3 separate regions of the Hordeum vulgare genome follow, and regions 2 and 3 are each linked to region 1. Evidence: chromatin contacts called from public Hi-C data. All regions are on one chromosome and are shown on one strand. Each heading gives the region's core, a stretch centred on a gene start, on an enhancer-like site or on the middle of the called end of the contact. The rest is flanking DNA. Distances are from core to core; before and after follow the strand shown. Region 1 holds the start of LOC123444514 (lipoyl synthase, chloroplastic). Region 2 has its middle 2.5 kb from the start of TRNAR-CCG. Region 3 holds the start of LOC123444515 (subtilisin-like protease SBT2.2).

The links. A called contact is a pair of places that touch in the nucleus more often than the background predicts.
Region 2: a Hi-C map of seedling shows a contact between it and region 1, with 5 times the contacts expected there. The contact joins the enhancer-like site here to the promoter of LOC123444514 in region 1. A contact is called at or near these places in 2 of 6 Hi-C or Micro-C datasets (leaf and seedling).
Region 3: a contact with region 1 is called in a Hi-C map of leaf, with 8 times the contacts expected there. The contact joins the promoter of LOC123444515 here to the promoter of LOC123444514 in region 1. A contact is called at or near these places in 3 of 6 Hi-C or Micro-C datasets (leaf and seedling) and 1 of 1 datasets of contacts at active chromatin or transcription factors (embryo).

Annotation. Positions count from the first base shown.
Region 1 is chr3H:501,841,429-501,844,349 of MorexV3_pseudomolecules_assembly, reverse strand. It overlaps LOC123444514 (lipoyl synthase, chloroplastic), which reads right to left and starts at 1,595. Exons shown (of 7, transcript XM_045121247.1): 1 at 867-1,595; 2 at 1-17. The coding sequence starts at 1,148.
Region 2 is chr3H:501,640,149-501,643,314 of MorexV3_pseudomolecules_assembly, reverse strand. No RefSeq gene overlaps it. Among protein-coding and RNA genes, the nearest start is that of TRNAR-CCG, 2.5 kb to the right of the region's middle. Within about 2 kb of position 1,269, at least 3 of the 3 cell types and tissues checked have open chromatin away from gene starts, as enhancers often do. A contact at or near this core is called in leaf and seedling, where this site is marked.
Region 3 is chr3H:502,067,911-502,070,864 of MorexV3_pseudomolecules_assembly, reverse strand. It overlaps LOC123444515 (subtilisin-like protease SBT2.2), which reads right to left and starts at 1,508. Exons shown (of 10, transcript XM_045121248.1): 1 at 1,007-1,508; 2 at 1-83. The coding sequence starts at 1,254.

The sequences.
Region 1 (2,921 bases), core at 346-2,845:
CCCCCTCCGTTCCAGCACTGCGCCCCGCAAAAGCAGCAGATTTCGTTAAGCCCGACACCAAAAGCAAACACTTGTTTGGTTGGGGGTAATTAGAGTCAGAGATTGGGAATTAAAGGGGTATGAGACTTCAAATCTACTGTTTGGTTAGGGGGATTGAGAGTTTATAAAGGAATAGGCATGAGACTCCAACTCCCACCGTTTTATTAACAGGGGAGGGGATGGGAGTTGGGAGGGAATCTTCTATTCTTAAATAACTAGAACCCACCACCCAATTTTTCTCTCCATGCAACAATGCCATATTATCAAATCATGCATGTAATCATAAGTTACTTTTTTCATTCATCTTTTCATGCAAAACATACCCTCATGCATGATTTTTTTTCTAGTTAATTAAGCAAAACATTTTTATAATGGTTTTTTTGCATTAACATTAGTTTTCTAACATTCATCCATATATTTTTTAACAAGTTTTCCGCAGCAACGCGGGGCATCGTCTAGTTGTTTTAGTGGGTCAATCTTAACCCTTCATCATAGCTTATGTTCACTTCCCTGATCTAGTCCCGCCTCAATTCCCATGAACCAAACAAGGAAATACCAATTCTCCTCTTATTCTCACATATCACTACTATCATGCGCCAAACAAAGGTTTTGGAATAAAACGACTTATCCCATGTCTAATTTCAATACAACTCCCTAGGCTAAACTCCCATTCCCCTTCCCAAATATTGCCAAACGCGCCGTTGCTACTGTCTCGCAGGAATTCCTCGTGCCGATCGTGCAGTATTATGCTAGGCAAGCAAGATTGGATCACACGAGCGAAGCATTGCTGCGGAGGGAGGTGTGTACCCGTGCGTGTGGAATAGTACCTCGCCGATGTTGGGGCACTGGGCCTCGACGCAGACGGTGTTGAGCTTGAGCTCGCCGAGCGACTCCCGCATCCGCGCGTACTTCTCCCCGTGCGCCGCCCTCTGCCTCAGCCACGCCGGCTTCTTCACCTCCGGGTCCCTCCCGGTGTACGGCCCGGTCCTGGAGACGGACGCCGGCGGCGCAGCCTCGGCGCGGCACCGGACCGAGCCGGACCGACCGCGGTGGCTCGCGCAGCCGGGCCGGATCGGCGGGCCCACCTGCCTCGCGAGCGAGCTGTTCATCGTGGCCGGCGAATCGGACAGGCGACGGACTGCACAAGATTTTGCGCGTTCCAGTTTTGTCCCTCGGAGTGGGCGGCCAACCTCTCACAGACCACGAGATGTCTGCAGAGAGAGTGGAGGGTAGAAGAGGTATTTTCTTGGTACGCTGCCGATGAACGCAAGGGAGCGACGCCCAAACGATCAGATACGTCCATACGTGTGATCTGACGGTTGAGGAGCTCAAATTGCAGCGAGAGCTCGTCGGTGGGCTGGTGGCTCAAAATCTCTAGATCTGGAGCACGCCGGTGGGGGACGACCGCGAGGATCTGGAGGCCTGCAGCTGGCGGCGGCTGATGTTGGACGGCGGGGCGGAGCAGAGCCCGGGTGCAGGGCGTTGGCTGGTGCTGGGGAAGCGGTGGCGGCCGGTGCTGAGGGCAACGGCGCAAAAGGACGACTCGGAGGCACTGTGATAGAGGCAAGGGTCCTCATCTTTTGATAAGATGATAACTATCGATTTAATAAAGACGACTTTGACGATTCAATTATAAATGTACATGACGTTGTGCTTTAGCAATTGCTAAACCAATCTTTAAAAAATTATTAACCAAGTTGAATGATGTAATATATTCACTGATGGTTACAATTACACAAAGCATGCCTTTATATACACGAGGAGGAGAGACTACCCATGGGAGTCGGCACGCAGGCCTTGTGGGCATCTATGATCCTATATTCTAGGCATGCACAACCGAAGCCGTTACAACAGTTTAACACCCCCCCTCAGCCGGAACTCCATGACCGTGGATGTTGAGGCTGGTTCTGAACTCGTTGAACGCCAGCGATGGCAAGCCTTTGGTGAAGACATCGACGAACTGCGAGGTTGATGGAACGTGGAGAACGCGAACGTCTCCCATGGCAACCCGATCACGTACAAAGTGAAAATCAATCTCGATATGTTTGGTACGTTGATGTTGTACAGGGTTGCAGGCGAGGTAGGATGCGCTGATGTTGGCACAATAAACCACGGTTGCACGGGTGGGAGGATGTTGTAGTTCGGCTAGGAGCTGCCGTAACCAGCAAGACTCGGCGACGCAGTTGGCGACGCCCCTGTATTCGGCCTCGGCGCTGGATCGTGAGATGGTGGCTTGGTGTTTAGAAGACCAAGAGATGAGGTTCGACCCAAGAAAAACGCAGAACCCCGATGTGGACTTGCGAGTGTTGGGGCACCCGGCCCAATCGGCGTCGGTGTAGGCTACCAAGTCCAGGGATGTGGATCGGTAGAACTGCAAACCATAGTGGGACGTACCTTGCAGGTAGCGTAGGATGCGTTTGATGAGTTGCATGTGTGTGTCCCTCGGTTCATGCATGAACAAGCATACCTGTTGCACAGCGTAGGAGATGTCGGGTCGTGTGAGGGTTAGATATTGGAGAGCCCCGGCCAGACTCCGGTAATGTGTTGGGTTGGAGAGAAGGCGACCGTGTGTAAGGGACATCTTAGAGCTGGTGTCAACAGGTGTTGGTACGGGCTTGCAGTTGAGCATGTCGGCACGCTCAAGGATCTCGAGCGTGTATTGTTGCTGGCTCAGGAAGAGATCAGACTTGGTGGACGTCACATTGATGCCAAGAAAGTGGTGGAGAGGACCCATGTCCGTCATGGCGAACTCGTTCTTGAGTGAGGAGATGATGGTGTGAAGCGTGGTAGTGGAGTTGGCGGTGAGGATGATATCATCGACATAAACTTGCAAGTAAGCAAGTGTGGTACCACGATGGAGAATGAAGAGGGACATGTCGCTC
Region 2 (3,166 bases), core at 20-2,519, 200 kb after region 1:
TGGAACCAGACGAGGGCGGAGAAGAAGCTGGAAATTGAAAGGGGTAAAATCGATTTGGAAAAGCAAGAGGCGATGATCAAATGAGAGTTCAAGAAGGCCAATACATTTGAAGAGATTGAGCTTGAAAAGAAGAGGTTGCAATTGACACGGGACACGAAGGATGCCAAAGATCATGTTGGCGGACGACACCCTCTTAGATGAGCATGCAAAGAAGTGAATTGCGGACAAGAAAAAGGAAATCAACGAGCGTAGGAAGTACGAAGTACGAGGCGGCGAGGGCGGCAGCGAAGCATTCGGCGAGGATGAAGACGGAGCATGCAGCAAGGATGCAGGCTGAGACTGCGTCAAGGATGCGGGCAAAGCAGGACACATGGACGACGTCCGACGAGTGATCCGGCCAAGGCATTCTGTATGCTCGGACACTGATTTTATATTATCATGTTTGAATTGTTGAACTATGATTACTTTACTTTCTTTTAAACTGACGAATGAGACAATCTGTATTATATGATCAACGTGCATAAACTGCATAAATTTGAGGATCAGCGTTTCACGTATGTTGATGTTTGGCTGCCCATATGATGAGCCTGCGGGCTCTGTTTGCGAAAGCGTTCGGACGCCCCCACATGCGTATAGGGAAACGGACTTGTGAAGTACGGTCATAGATGATCTAACTAAGCTGATGGTAAAACTGCACGTGTGACTCTTGCAAGTGTACATTGATATCCTGCCAAAGGAGCGATACGTAGATGAGCCAAGGGACTGATATGGATTATATAAAGAGTGATTTTTCAACATCTTTACACACCGCACATACTTGGCCAGAGTTGGTTGGTTTCAAAGAAGCTTGATTAGATGGAGCGGCTTGGTTTACGAGCTACCGGTGGAAGTCGCGTACGTCTCGATGGAAGCTTGCGAGCAGGATAGGGTAACCTATTTTCCCCTTAAAAAACAAGGATAACACCTTTTTCTCAAAAGAAGAAGTGGCGGGACAGCATCTGCAGGAGCCACCTTAGATCTCACCCATGCATCGCGCGTCTCTCCCCCTCCGTCTAGACCAAAGCAAAACCGCGTTGGTGTGACACGCATCGTGAGCGAGCAAGGAGTGCGGGAAAAAGGCCGGCCGAAAGGGGTGAGCAGTGCACAGGTAGGCAGGCAGATGAGATGGTTGTGCGTTTCCTTCTGGTTTTGGACAAGGCACGCACGCACGTCCTTTTCCTCCTCCTCTCTCCCGTCCCTTTCCGCGGTAGCTGCAGCGGCTGTATCTGCCGTCGTTCGCGGCCATCACCCCGTGTCGTCTTCGCTGCGCGCTCGCCGGACGCGGTGCGATCTGGCCTGATCCGATCCCACCGAGCTGCCGCTAAGGCTTGTTTGTTCGTTTCTTTCCCGTTCCCGTTTCGTAGCGCTTGTAAAACAACTCCATCGGGTAAACGGACCCCCACCCTAAAAAATTGCTCGATGAATGTTTCTTCGTGTTCTAGTATCTACCAGCTGGGTTTTGTTTACGATTATTACCCACGGCCACGAGGATGCACGTTGCTGGTTCGCGCATTGGATCCCAGGAAACCCGAACCCACACGCACATGGTGGCTGTACAAATAAAAAACGCACTTCCTCCCGCATTGATCGGGGCGTGCGGCACATCATGGCCACGGTAGGGCGAGTCCGTACGCTGCAACCGAGAAGAAGCAGCGATGGATAACACCAGGCGGATCGTACGAAAGCAAACAAGTTGGCACCGGCCCGAGCTTAACCGGAACGCAATCCTTTCATCGCGATCCAAAAGTCTTGTGCCTGGCCGCTTGTTATACAATACTAACCCGCCGCCCCACCGGGCGTTGCTTTTGCTTCACACGGAACAAAGCGGAACGCGCAGCGAGGAAAAGGGGGCTCGCTCGTCCACGCCAGCGGCAGCGTTGGCGTGCCGGCGTCCGCGTCGGTTGCGTCACGCACGCATGGCACGCGGCCACGCTCAGATCCCAGCCCACGACGGTCGCCGGCCGGCCGCCCACCCGTGTCTCCGGCCGCGGCGTGGACGGAGGGAACTGCGGGCACGCCATGCCTACCTAATTACCCGGGACCGACCGGGTCTGGCGGTGGTCGGTCGCGCGTCAACGGGGCGGCCGGTGGTGGGTCGAACGGGATGGCCGGGAAAGGCAAGGAAGGGCGTGGCATCGTCTTTCTTTCGGGAAAGGGAAGTGGACGCCGCTCCGCTCGGCACGCGTCGCCTGCCGGTCGTCGCACGTGAGGCGTCGACGTCGAGACGGGACGGCGCTCGCGAGCGCCGCGTGGCCGGCCGGCGGCACGTGGGGGGCGGAGGGGAGGGCGTGGGGATGGATGGATGGATGGATCATGGATGGATGGGCGTGCGCCGGGCGGCGGGCTCGTGCGGTCGTGCTCGCGGCGTGGATGGACGCGGGCGGATGGGCGGTGGGTTCGCTCGCTTTCGCGGCCACGTTTGCTGCGGGGTCGAGGTGTTGGTTGCGACCGTTGCTCTTTGCTGAGGGCCAGTTCCACGAGAGCCTCTAGCTGACGCTCGTGGGCGTACAAAACACGAGATTCCGTGCAGGGCGGGATCTGAATGGGCCGGTCCATTTCCTGGGTTAACAGCGAGACAGTACGGAATTTATCAAAACCTTCGATGCGTCAAGGATTCGAACTCCTACGAAGGATTGTTTGGGATCCTTACCACTTGACCTATTGCACCACAATGTTTAACATGCTGCATGAAGTCAAAATTAAATACAAGAAACACAAATTATTCATCAAAACATTTCCTTTTAATGCAAAAATACATGAAAAAACATTCCCTTATAAAGTAATAATGGACGAAAAATGAAAACAAGAAAAGAGAAAGAGAAAGAAACAGAAGGAAAATAAAGAAAACTATAATACCAGAAATAAATAAATAAAAGAACATGAAAGAACCAGAGAGCAAAACAAAAAAAGGCAACATAAGAAAACATAATAAAACAATTGAAAAAACAGACAAAACATTGAGAAAATCGAAAGAGAAAAACCACAGGAAACAACGGAGGAAGCATCGGACGAGCAAAACACAATCCCGTACCTGGGCCGGCCCAACCGGACGCTCGCTTCAGCGAAGGCTCGACATTCACCCCAAAAAAAGAAAAGCAAAGGCTCGACATTTTGACGTTAACGAGTG
Region 3 (2,954 bases), core at 259-2,758, 230 kb before region 1:
CTCCTCTTAGTGTCTTCTTCAGGAGCGAATTTTGAAGGCGCACTAGGAGTGAACCATAATTCACAGATTCAGGTGAAGCATGCCTGCATTACCATGGTTAATATTAGAATGAGAAGGAAATAAATCGCACTCATGTCATTCCATGGAAAATAACTGCTGGACCTTCTCAGATAAGAAGTTAAATCAATAATTAATCGTCAGAAAATATACTATTTTTAGCCAAAACCTGTTGAAGAATGACACTTCATTGTAGCACGCAACAAGTAGACGAAAGTAGAGACCGGAAGAATTAAGTTATGTCAATCCAAAAAGGAAAGACATTCTAAAATCAAAATTTTAGATATTCTATGGGTACTTTCAAGTTGTTGTTAATAAATGTACTGGCTAGTAAATAAGTACTACATACAGTAGGAGTATGTTAAGATGACTGCACTAGCCAATTGTCAAAACAAAACAAAAAGGTGCACGGTTTCCTAAGAAAAAAGGGTTTCCAGCTGTCTCTCTCTCTCTCTCTCTCTCTCTCTCTCTCTATATATATATATATATATATATATATATATATATATATCTTGGGAGTAAAGTGTAAAGGTGACTTCGGTTAATTACTGTACTGATAAATAACCTGCAATTTTCACCTTAGAGAAACTAAGTGGGCCTGATCAAATATATGGTTGAGAATAATCAGTTCATACATTGATGCAAATGAGGGTAAAAAAATGAATTTCAACTAGTAGTAATTACATACAATGTAAACATAGTAGTCGGCTGATTAAGAAATACGGCTGCAGTGACATCCCAATCACCTGAATAATACTAGCATAATCAAATTTGGCCAAAACTGCCCCTGATTAGTAAAGTGCTATTTTCTCGGGGGAATCAGTTTTTCTAAGAGCAAACTGCGGAATCGAAGAGGCGAAAATCACAGGAAAAAAAGTGAGGGGGGGATTGATTGACACTATATAGACGCACGAGAACTGGGGAACTTTTCGGCAAGAGAGACGCCCACCTCGGCTTCCTGAGGATGCTGGTGGCCGGGTTATCCCCTCCGCCGCCGCCGCCGCCGGCGGCAACGCTGCTGCTCCCAACCCTCTCCGGGTCGAGGCGCTTGTGGGACACCGCCGCCTGCTGCATGGTCACAATGTACACCGCGGTGCCCTCCTCGGAGCCGCCGCGTGCGCCGGCCAGCAGCGCCACCGCAAGAACCGCCGCCCACAGGAGGGGGGCAGCCCGCTGCTCCCTCCGCGCCACCCCCATTGCCTCAGAGCGCGCCTCGCCGCCCCGAAGCTCCAGAGGGGGAGGGGCGGCAGGAATCCCCGAGGAAGATTAGCTGCACCCGTCGCCCATGGGAGCAGGAGGACTGGTGGTGTTGCACGCGGCGGAATAATGGCGAGGGGCGAGCGAGGCGTGCGCTTTTAAGCCGTGTGCCCGAGTCAAGCGTGGGGAGTGGAGGAGGGGGAGGGGAGCACGCAATAAAGAAGTGACCACTGCAGCGGCCAAAGCACTCCTCGCCTGCTGCTGCTGCGGTGCTGCCGCCGCTTTGGCGTGGGCGCCTCCACCTTGTTGGTCTTTTGTTGCTGTGCGCCGGTGCCTCCTGGTCCTGACTCCTGGGGTGTATTCTGTATTGTGCTGTAATTTGGTGGTGTATTGGAGTATCATGATACTACTACAGTATGCTTGTGTGAAAGGGGTGGAAGGTGGTGGCTACAGTAATAACAGGATCAGCTTTCCGGGAAGGAAGAAAGAGAGATGATGTATACTACGTACGTACGTACGTACGATGAAAATGCGTACTGGTACGATCTTTGGGGAGGGGACACCTCATATTTCGAGGAAGGAAACTTGGGGGAGGGGACACCTCGGATTTCTACAGCCTCGGGAATTGCGCAGTGATTTCCAGCTGTTCGCCCGCCGGCTTTGCACCACGTCTACATTTTCACCGTAGAGCAAAGGAACTCGCACAAAAAACGGTGAAAAGAAGCTTCCGGTGCCAGTTTTTTTTCTCAGGAAAAAAATAACTTTCCTCCTCCGATTTCTGTTAGCACATATTCAAGTCGGACCCATAAGTCACCCGCATCCGTCCGGACTGTGGGAGCCATCCAATGCGAGATAGTCCGGACATGATTTTTTTCACAAACCGGAAAAAGCGGGGCATGTTTGCGCGAATTCGGACACGAAAAATGTCATCATCCGTCATCCCTGGCCCATCCAAAATCCTTCATGGACCATGTGACCCAATCCTCCTCATTTTTCTCCATTTTTTCTCTTGCCTTCGTTATCGCTCCACCACGCCACACCCCTACCGGAATTCCGCGTCTCTATCACCCTCCGGCGCTCTAGCGGGCTCCTAGTCGGTTCTCCTCCGTCTCCGTTCAGCTCATGTCCTCTGACCGCCCCGCCAGGTACCATCCTCTACTGGTATTCTCATAATGCTCGGCAATTGTTTGATGAATCGCTGGAGCTGAAAATAGTTGTCCCTTCTTCTTTCTACCGATGGATTTCGATTTGAGGTACATATACGAGCATTATGTTGAGTCGTCGAACGAGGAGGACTACTCCTCCCATGAGACGGCGATGATGCACGTGGTCCTTGAAACGCAGAGCGTGCGGAGGAGCATGTTCTCAATTTCAAGGGCTCGATCAAGGGTCATCGAGTGCTCAACCGCAACAGCACGCGGGGGCATTTGACACTAATGGTCGACTACTTTGCCCTCGATGCACTATTCGTTGACCATTTTCGCTGGTGTTTTTGGATGTGCATCATTGTCTTCGATCGTTTGTACCATGGTGTCCAATCATACGATGACCACTTCATTCTGAAGAAGGGCGTCGTAGGAACGATTGGCTTCTCTGGTTACCAGAAGTGCACGGTCGCACTCCGGATGCTTGCATATAGCACGACCGCTGATTCGTGGGACGAATACCTACGGATGTTTGAGAGCACGTGCGAAGGTGTC